Regions from separate parts of the Mus musculus genome. Here all the other regions are linked to region 1. Evidence: chromatin contacts called from public Micro-C and promoter capture Hi-C data. All regions are on one chromosome and are shown on one strand. The core of a region is the stretch at or near the end of the contact, and the rest is flanking DNA. Distances in the headings are between cores, read along the strand shown.

Evidence for each region. Promoter capture Hi-C pulls out the DNA fragments that hold promoters and counts their contacts. A called contact is a pair of places that touch in the nucleus more often than the background predicts.
Region 2: a contact with region 1 is called in a promoter capture Hi-C map of neutrophils, with 9 times the contacts expected there. The contact joins the enhancer-like site here to the promoter of Crtc3 in region 1. A contact is called at or near these places in 5 of 39 promoter capture datasets (hippocampal neurons, liver, neutrophils and 1 more), 1 of 484 Hi-C or Micro-C datasets (cerebral cortex), 2 of 115 datasets of contacts at active chromatin or transcription factors (acute myeloid leukemia and pancreatic cancer cells) and 1 of 9 other capture datasets (liver).
Region 3: a contact with region 1 is called in a Micro-C map of embryonic stem cells, with 2.1 times the contacts expected there. The contact joins the promoter of Pde8a here to the promoter of Crtc3 in region 1. A contact is called at or near these places in 2 of 39 promoter capture datasets (the C10 cell line and liver), 1 of 484 Hi-C or Micro-C datasets (embryonic stem cells) and 3 of 115 datasets of contacts at active chromatin or transcription factors (acute myeloid leukemia, bone marrow-derived macrophages and thymic regulatory T cells).

Annotation. Positions count from the first base shown.
Region 1 is chr7:80,687,282-80,690,414 of GRCm38.p6, forward strand. Crtc3 (CREB regulated transcription coactivator 3) reads right to left here and starts at 1,596. Exons shown (of 15, transcript NM_173863.2): 1 at 1,326-1,596. The coding sequence starts at 1,457.
Region 2 is chr7:80,142,441-80,145,573 of GRCm38.p6, forward strand. No RefSeq gene overlaps it. Among named protein-coding and RNA genes, the nearest start is that of Gm45202, 11 kb to the right of the region's middle. Within about 2 kb of position 1,436, at least 140 of the 459 cell types and tissues checked have an H3K27ac peak or open chromatin away from gene starts, as enhancers often do. A contact at or near this core is called in acute myeloid leukemia, cerebral cortex and neutrophils, where this site is marked.
Region 3 is chr7:81,211,711-81,214,843 of GRCm38.p6, forward strand. It overlaps Pde8a (phosphodiesterase 8A), which reads left to right and starts at 1,555. Exons shown (of 22, transcript NM_008803.3): 1 at 1,555-2,378. The coding sequence starts at 2,205.

The sequences.
Region 1 (3,133 bases), core at 346-2,845:
TTTTTTTCCTTGAAATTTTCAGCCTTCTATACAGAAGGCTGTATCTATCTGTATCCTGTATCTATCTCTTATCTCTCATATATTCCTTTTTTTCTTCTTCTTCCTTCAGTGCATGGAGAATGGAAGTTCAGAAAGCAGTCCACTTTGCCCTTACTGATGAGTGGTCTCGGTGTAGGGGGCTGTAACAGTGAGCCGTGTAAAGTGTATTATAGCAAGAAAGAGTTCACACTCCACTTGAGGGAAGTAACACTCAAGATTGTTTCCAAGTCTCTTAATTTTAAAGTAAGTCCGTTTAGTTTATGCTATACATTTATGTTAGTTTAGTTTATGTTAAATTTATGTTAAAAGAAAAAACTCCCAATTTAAACCCTAGCAACAGATTTTAGTTTTCTTGTTTTTGTTTTTCAATCCCAAACACTATGGTGGCCAAAATAGAATACGCTTGCACCTTGGGAAGCAGGGAAACAACCAGCTTGCAATCTGCTCACACGTCTGCTTCCAGCTGTCCACCCCCAGCATCTTCCTAGCCTCCCCCATCTGACAATGTGCCTTCAAGGCCAGCACTCAGAATCCTCAAGGCTGCCCACTCACGTTGACCCTCTGCAGTCTACACAGACACTCCTGCCGTCTCCATCCCCTGCCGTCCGCTCCAGTTGTCTAGCCTCCCAGGTGTTTGTTCCGACTCGCTCTTACTCATTCCTCTGGGTCCCTCCGCAGTCACCATCTGCGCTAGGCACCCTGTCAGTTCTCACTAAATATCTGATGCTGAGCAAATGCACCGGACCACGGAAAGCACCTCCAAGAGGCGAAGGAGGGAAAGCCACGGAATCTCAACGTGGTACCAAGGCCCCCTGCCACTCAGGGGCCAGCCGTCGATTCGCTTGTGCGTGCACCAAGTCTTCCCCTCGGGGAGGATGTGCGACCCTCCGGCCCCCGAGGCCTTCTACGCCGACAGTCAAGGGCTCGCTGGCCGTGGGTGTCCACGGAGAAGCCGCACCGCCCGAACCAGGCGTGCCTCGGTCCGGCCTCTGAGCTGCAGCTGCGTGCGATTTCCTCTCGGGGTCATCCTCCCGCTTAGGCCGCCCGGCCCCGCTGCCCGCCTCCCCGGGCTCGGCCGTTTCCAGCTCAACGCACCGAGGCCCGTCCACCGAGATAGCAAGCCGCATTCGGTGTCGCCAGGCCGGCCAGAGCCGAGGCCGCGGCCGCCCCGGCCCCACTCCCCACCCGCGGCCCCCGCCCGGCTCCGCCGCCGCCGCCTCGGCCCGGCGACCTCTTCCCCGCCGCGCGGACCCGCCCGCACCGCTCGCGCCGGCCCCGGAGCTCACCCGGGACAGGGTGAGGTCGGTCATGAGCTGCTCGAAGGCCCGCGTCTCCTCGGCCTGCCGCTGCGTGTGCAGGGCGATCTTCTCACTGAACTTCCGCGGGTTGGCGCTGCCCGAACCGGGCGAGGCGGCCATGGCGCGCGCCCGGCGCTAGCGGGCTAGGCACACGGCAGGCGCGGGGTTCCGCTGCTCGGCCCACCCGGTCTGTCCGCAGGCCGCCCAAGCCGCCGCCCGAAACCTGTCCTCCGGCGCGACCCGGCAGAGGAGCCGCCGCGGCCCCAGAGCCAGCGAGCGGCCGGGAGCGCGCCGAGGTCCGCCCCCGCGCGGCGGCTCCGCCCTCGGCGCGGCCCGCCCGGCCTCCGGGCCCCGAAGCCCGGCCTCCCAGCCGGGGAGCTCGACCTCCGGCGAGCCGACCGAGGGCTGAGCCCACGGTCCCCAGCCTGCTTCGGGACTTCTCACACCTATATCACGTCTGTAAAGTTAAGCTGCACCAATGTGTGAGAGCCGCTGGGTACCACTGCCCAGTGTGGATGTGTACATATGTATATGTGCATGCAGGCACCCACGGAGATCACACTAATCTAGGAACCAAACACGGGTCTTTGCCTCTGTAAGAGCTGTTTGTACTCTTAACTGAGCCATCTCTCCCATCCGTTCAACTTCGCTGGTAAAACAGCAAGTGGCCTCGTCAGGCTTCCCCCTTTTTAGCCCAGAAGCTGCTTCCAACATAATTGTACACCAAGATGTCCTGGAGAGTGTTGAGCATGACTGTGTTCTGTGAATTAGGACGTATTAGCGACATGAGGAGAAATACGGAAAATAACAACAACGCCCACGCACCTCATGATTAAACCATCAAAACATTTTTGCAGAGCCTGGGGACGGTGTTCAGCTGTAGAGCGCTTGTGTGACAAGCCCTAGGCCTTGGGTTTGATTCCAACACTGCAAATAAAATTTAAAAGGCATTTTGGGGCCAGCTAAATGACTCATGTGGAAGGAGATAACTGACTCCTGAGACTTGTCCTTTGGCCTCCACACTCAGGCTGTAGCAAGCACATACCTAGACACACATACACAATAAGACTTTTTAAAAATCGTTTTGCTTCATATGCTTGGAGTTTATTTAAAAAAAAAAAAAAAAGAACCCCACCTCATTCTTTGTCTCCATAAAAAGTAACTATGTTGGTAGTGATGTCTAACACTACTGTTCATTTTTTCAAAATTAACATATACTTATTATTCTGTTCTTCCTTTTATTGTGTATGATTTATTAATCCAGTTACTCTATGTGGGATAGGAAGTTTTATGTTTAAAATTTATACAAAAATGAGGCTGGGCATTATGGCAAGTGCCTGTAATCCTAGCAGTCAGGAGTTAGAGGCAGCAGGATCAGTAGTTCAAGGTCCTCCTTGGCTACATAATGAGAAGAAAGCCAGTCCAGACTGTATGATGACCTTGTCTCAAAAACAAAACCAAAAAGAATTTATAGACATGATGTGCAACTTTTGTATTTCCTGCAACTGTTTTTATATGTGTTGGTTTTTTACATTCATTCATTATTCATTTTGTGTGTGTGTGTGTGTGTGTGTGTGTGTACTCACATCCGCCAATAACTCAGGTTGGTGGCAGGCACATTTACCGACTTAGGGAGCTCACTAGTCCCTAGATTGTTTTGTTATAATTAGGCTTATGTGTCTGTTGTATTGTCCTACCCACCATGCTTTTTTTTCTTATTTTATATTTCTTGATTTTTATATGTATGTGTGTATGCTTGCATGCAATTATGTGCAGCATCTATGTATAGGGATCCT
Region 2 (3,133 bases), core at 186-2,685, 550 kb before region 1:
GATAGGGTCTCACTTTGTAGCAGCTCTGGATGACCTGGTATCCTGGTATTCACCATGTAGTTCAGGCTGGCCTTGAACTTATAATAGGCTGTCCACCTGTCTAATCCACTTGTCTTTTACTCTGGAGTTCAGGAATTAAAGGTAATTGCCACGATACCTGCCTGCTATGTATATTTGCACAGTTAAAACAACAACAAAAATAGTCATCCAAAACTCATAGCTAATTGGAGCTAGAGAGATGGCTCAATGGTTAAAAGCAACACACATACACACACATACATGGCAGGTGGCGGGCTGGAGAGATGCTTCCGTGGTTAAGAGCACTGATTGTTTTTCCAGAGGTCCTGAGTTCAATTCCCAGAAACCACATGGTGGCTCACAACCATCTGTAATGAGATCTGATACCCTCTTCTGGTGTGTCTGAAGACAGCTACAGTATATATAATAAATTTAAAAGGCTAGGAATGGTAATATATGCCTTTAATCTCAGCACATGGGAAAGTGAGGCAGATGGACTTCTATGAGTTCAAGACCAGGCAGGGCTACATAGTTAAGTTTGAGGATAGTCAAGATTACAAATTGAGAGCCAGTCTGGAAGGGGTGGTTGGGGGCAGGAGAACAACTTAAGTTGTGGCAAGAGGACTGCAAGCTTAAAGTTTGAAACTTTGAGACTAGTCTTGGCTACATAGCAAGATCCTACTCAACCCACTAACAAAAGTCACAGAGGGGGATGGGGGGGGGGGGGCCAGGCCAGTGAGGTGAGTTAGTGATATGGTACTTCCTGCCAAAGCCAGTAATCTGAGTTCCATCCTCAGAACCCACTCTGTAGGACAGAACTGACTCCCTAAAGTTGTCCTCTGACCTCCACACTCCACAAGAAGACTATGGACACACACATACATACATGTAAAATAGATAAATATATGTAAAAACCAATCGTGGCACCCTCTGGGCTGGGTTCTCTTGTTTTGCATCTCCCCCGTTCTGACTTTCCTGTTGTTGAGATCTCTCACCACTGTCTTGCAAGCTGTCCTTCACGCAGCTACTCAGTTCCTCCTGTGTGTAACCAGCTCTCTTCAACCGCGTCCTTGGCACTTCCCCTTCTCGGCCCAACTGGCTGATCGAGATATTTTCCCAAACAAAACCTGTTCTCACCCCGCTAAGCACATTGCAGACTTGCCATCTGGTGTCTATGTGGGTCTCCTGAGAAACAGATGAGTGGGCAGCCACAGCTGAGATGCAGATCGTCTCTCTACCAGCTGCCAGGCTGAGAGGAGACCCACGGCCTCAGGGGTGGGGGCCGGGGCGGGGGGCCGGCTGGGGAAAAAGTGCATAAGGCAGCCCCTGGAACGCAGTCCCATCTCTCTATAGTGGGCCAGACCTCAGAAGGGCGGGGCTGAAGGAGGAAACAGAGAGACTTAGGTAAAGTGACCAGTAAGTTCAGATAAGAAAGGATTCAGTCTGATCAGAAAGATGCTTGAGGCGCAGAGTCCTGGAGCCAGACAGAGCCGAGTGGGGTGTGGTGAGAAATGGGAGAAGAGACAGCAGGAAAATCCCACCTTTTTTAGAAATGCTAAGCTTTTGAGGCAGGGTGCATCTGGAGCGGTTTCGGGGAGGAAGTTAAAAAGAAGAACCAGAGGACAAGAACACACGCCAAGCCTGGAAGGGAAACAGATGCCTTGCAGGGATCCCTCTCCAAAGCAGAGGCAAGAAAAGGGAGGGCAGGAGTGTTTCCAGTGAAACCCGCCACCTGAGGAGCGCTCACCAGGCCAGGCAGGAATGCTGGCAAGAGCTGACAGGTATACCTGCTTGAGACAGGCCAGACATTGTCCCGATGCTGCGGCCCACAAAACACAACGCGCAAGACTCACTGTGATGTTAAATTGTCTACTAGGACATTTGAAAGGGTGAAAGAGGGGTATGGGGTGGCATGGGTCTGCCTTCCCAGCATTCCAGAGGGTGAGGCAAGAGGAAGATCAGAGATCCGCCTGCTTCTGCCTCCCAAGTGCTGGGATTAAAGGTGCTCATCACTTCACTGGCCCAGTTTTTTTTTTTTTTTTTTTTTTTTTTTTTGGTTTTTCGAGACAGGGTTTCTCTGTCTAGCCCTGGCTGTCCTGGAACTCACTCTGTAGACCAGGCTGGCCTCAAACTCAGAGATCCGCCTGCCTCTGTCCCAGATTATTGTTTTAATTATTGAGACAAGGCCTCACTGTATAGCCTTAGCTTGTCTGGAGCTTTCTATGGACACCAGGTTGGCCTCAGACGTACAGAGGTTCACCCTTGCTTCTGCCTCCTGAGTGCGGGGATTAAAGGCGTGCATCGTGCACACACACAGCTATTGTTTTATTTTGAGACAGGAATTTCGTGTACTCCAGGCTATCCTCAAACTCCCTGAGTTGGGAAGGATGGTATTGAACTTTTGATCCTTCTGCCTCCACCTCCCAACTGCTGGGACTCCAATCGAGGGTGACCACACCCAGTTTTCAGAATACTGGAGATGGAATCCAGCACACTGCACATGCTAGACAACCACTCTCCTCCCTGGGCTACATTCCCAGTCCTACACTGCCATCTGGGAGGGGTGTTCTCTGTATTGCCCTGGCTGTCCTGGAGTCCAGGCTGGCCTCGAACTCAGAAATCTGCCTGCCTCTGCCTCCAAAGTGCTTCGATTAAAGGTGTGTACCACCACTGCCTGGTACAATCTTCTGTTTGAGGAGAGTATTTTAGCAAAGTGTGCTGGTATACATCTTTTAAGTAGTAGCATGTGAGAGAGCCTGAGGCAGAAAGATCTCTGAGTTCAAGGCTAGTCTACACACTGAGAACCTGTTCCAAAAGAAAAAAGAAGCTGGGCATGGTGGCACAAACCTTTAATCCCAGCACTCGGGAGGCAGAGGCAGGTGGATTTCTGAGTTCAAGGCCAGCTTGGTCTACAAAGTGAGTTCCAGGACAGCCAGAGCCACACAGAGAAACTGTCTCGAAAAATTAAAAAAAAAAAGAAAAGAAAAGAAAAGAAAGAAAGGAAAAGAAAAGAAAAGAAAAGAAAAGAAAAGAAAAGATAAAAGAAAAGTGCCCATGCCTTTAATCCCAGCACTTGGGAGGCAGAGGTAGGAGGATCTCTGAGTTCAAGGCCACC
Region 3 (3,133 bases), core at 305-2,804, 520 kb after region 1:
GAGAGAGAAAGGAGTTGGGGGGGGGGGGGGGACGACGACGACAGAATCCAACTCAGGATCAGAGAGAGATTGGGGAAGGTACGGATCTGTCTTTGGTCTCTAGCTAGCCTCCTTTCCTCAGCCCCACCCTGCTATTGACATCAAGCTCAAGGATCCCTAAGACAAAGCAGGGCCGCTGTGAGCCAGTCCGCGAGGGGAGGGCCGGGGCTTCCTGGAGCTTCACTAGCAAGGTCACTGTGGAGTTGTCAAGGCCAGACTTTTGGTGGGCGGAGAGAAGAGCCTTAGACTTGTACGTGCATCTTGGCTAAAGGCAATTTCTCTAGGGATCCAGCTACCAGCTGAAAAAAAACAAAACAAAACAAAAAAAAACAAAACAAAAAATCTACCCTCTAAGACTGCTAGTTGAAAACACCACAGACTGGGTGGAATAACGGGTGTCAGTACAAAAACTTTTCCTGTTTTTCAAGACACCTTGGAGGAGCCAGTCATATTTTTATAGGACAGCGTGCTTTAACTTGACAAAGGAGCCGCGTGCCAAAGGCCAGAAAAGAGAACCAGTTTCTAAAGCTGCTCCAGCCTTATCCGCTCCGGAAGCCGCCCTGTATCCTCCTTTGGTGGCGAAGATCGATGCTCAAGGACGTTGCAGCTGCCACAGGGACCAAGCACCTGTGTCTGTCACAGCAGGGACTTCAGCCCGGAGCACATCTCCGGGTCTTAACAGTAGCCAGTCCGCGGGCAGGAGTCTCAGCCACTCAGGGTCGCACCCGGGTGCGTGTAGGAAAGGTGTGGACTGAGGAAAGGAAGCTACGTCCCGGTCCCGCCAGGGTCCCGGTGGACCTAGAGAGCAAAGAAGGGCGGGAAGGCCCTCGAAGTGGCTGGCTCTGGGTATCAGATGCACACCCAGGGGCGTCGCCCTCCAGTTTCAGCTACCGAGAGGTTAAGAGACTCATCTGGAGTCACACAGCTAGCTATCTGGTAGCACTTGGGGGGCTGCAGTTCTGATCCCTGCTGGACGGACGCACAACTCTTCATTTGGTTCGGATCCTTGGGACTGTCGAACCTGGAATCGTCCTTTGGTTAAGAGGACCGGCTTTCCCTAACCAACTTCGAAATATTGCAGTCCCACAGGTCTGAGTGCAACCAGAGGCGTGACGTGCCAGGTCTTGGAGCAAGGGCTATCCCTGGTAATAACGCCTGGGACCTGGAGTGTAGTTCCCCATGGACTTCGGAACGCTTCGGACTGAGGTCCTTCCAACTGGTCTCTTAACGGACGATAGCTCCAAATCTCAAACACAGTGACCTGACAGTGAACGAACTCGGTAGCCCCTGAAGCAGAATGGCTCTGTATCCTTCAGCAAGTCCTTTCCTTTCTCCGGACGGGCTGGCTAGGTGCCCCTGCGGTCGCGGCCGCGCATGCTCTTGGACGGGCGGTACAGGGAGCGGGCGGCGGGCGCCCCAGCTGCTTTGCATTGACGCCAGCAGCCGCTGGAGGTCACCGCTGGGGGCTGGGCGCGGCGAGTTGCCCGCAAGACGCGGTCCGGAGCACGGAGCGGGAGTCTCGGATGCTCAACTCCTGGCTCGCGCAGCCGCCTCGGCGCTTCTCGACGGCGCGGCCCGACCGGAGTCGAGGCGCTCGCTCCGTCAGCGAGCGGGTCCCCAGCTCGGAGTGCGGGCGCCGAGGGCTGGGCTCCCCTACGGTAGCCCGACTAGGGGCGCTCACCCAGCCGTCCGCCGGGCCGAGGAGAGGCACCGCCAGGCGAGCGAGCGCCCGTTTCCTCGAGAGTCAGACGAGGCGAGGGCGGCGGTGCAAACGCGGCGCGGGCTCGCGGCTCCCGGTGGCGAGAGCGCAAATCTCCACCCCCGACATTTCCCCGGAAGCGCGGCGGCTGCGGCGCGCGCGGCGATGTGAGGGAGACAGCGGCGGCTCCCGCCTCAGGAAGGGCATGTTCGGAGGGGCGTCCGCGGCGCGCCTCTCGCCCCAGCGCCCCCTCCCCACGGCCGCCGCGCCCGCAGCGCAATAAAAGGGGCGGCCGCGCTTCCTGACGCGAGACCCGCGCTTGCCGCCGCCGCCCACCCGCCTGCCCGCCCGCCCGCTCAGGCCGCGATGACACGGCGCCCGCGGCGGCCCCGAGGCGCCGGGCGGGCCGTTTGCTGACCGGATCGCGGCTGCCCGCCAGCGAGTCCGCGGTGCCGCCGCCGCCAGTATGGGCTGCGCCCCGAGCATCCACACTTCCGAAAACCGAACGTTTAGCCACAGCGACGGCGAGGACGAGGACGTGGACGTGGACGTCCCGGGCCCCGCGCCGAGATCTATTCAGCGATGGTCGACCGCGCCCGGGCTCGTGGAGCCTCAGCCTCGGGATAACGGCGCCTCGAAGGTGAGCCGCACTGGGAGGGCGGGGAAACAAACGCGGGGCACTGGGGGCCCTCTAGGCAGCCGCCCTGGCGTTGACCGACGCCAGCCGCCCGCGTTTGCGGGCTGTCGCGGACCGAGGCTTAACAGGGCTATGACGCGGCGCCGCGGGATCCGCCGTGTCCGTTCCTTCCCGGCCGGGGTCGGACGCGGCGAGTCAGTTTTCTCCCAGCGGGGTGGGTGGGGGACCCGGGATATCCCCGGCACGTTCCTGACATGGTAAACCAGAGTGCACTTTGCTCTGGCATTCCCAGAGTAGAAAGGCAAGGGTTGTCCGCACTGGGAAGGGTCTTAGATGCCACCAGTTCCCCCCCCCCCTCACCCCCTGCCTAGCTTATCCCAACCTCTGTCCTCTCATTGCACAAGCAGTTTCACTTTTCCACTTTTTTGGGGGCCATTGAAATGTAACCTGGAACATAGGTTTGGCTTCACTGCACGCTTTATCTGAAGTTCAGGTTTGTTAGCATACGTGTGGTATTTAAAGCCTGTGTAATTAGAAAATACTACTGGAGACGTGACCGTGACCCTCGAAGGATTCAGCAGGGCGAAGTTAATTTTGTATGGAGGCAGTCTGCCTGGGACTTGCAGGGTTTTCTGTTTTGTTGTTTGTTGCGTGGCTTCTCCAGCGCCTTTTGCCTCAGCTTTTATCAAAAGTTTCCAGGGCGAAGGTTTTCTGAAGGAAAGATAAAAGTTCACAGAGGCACCCGCAGCAGCTTCCCA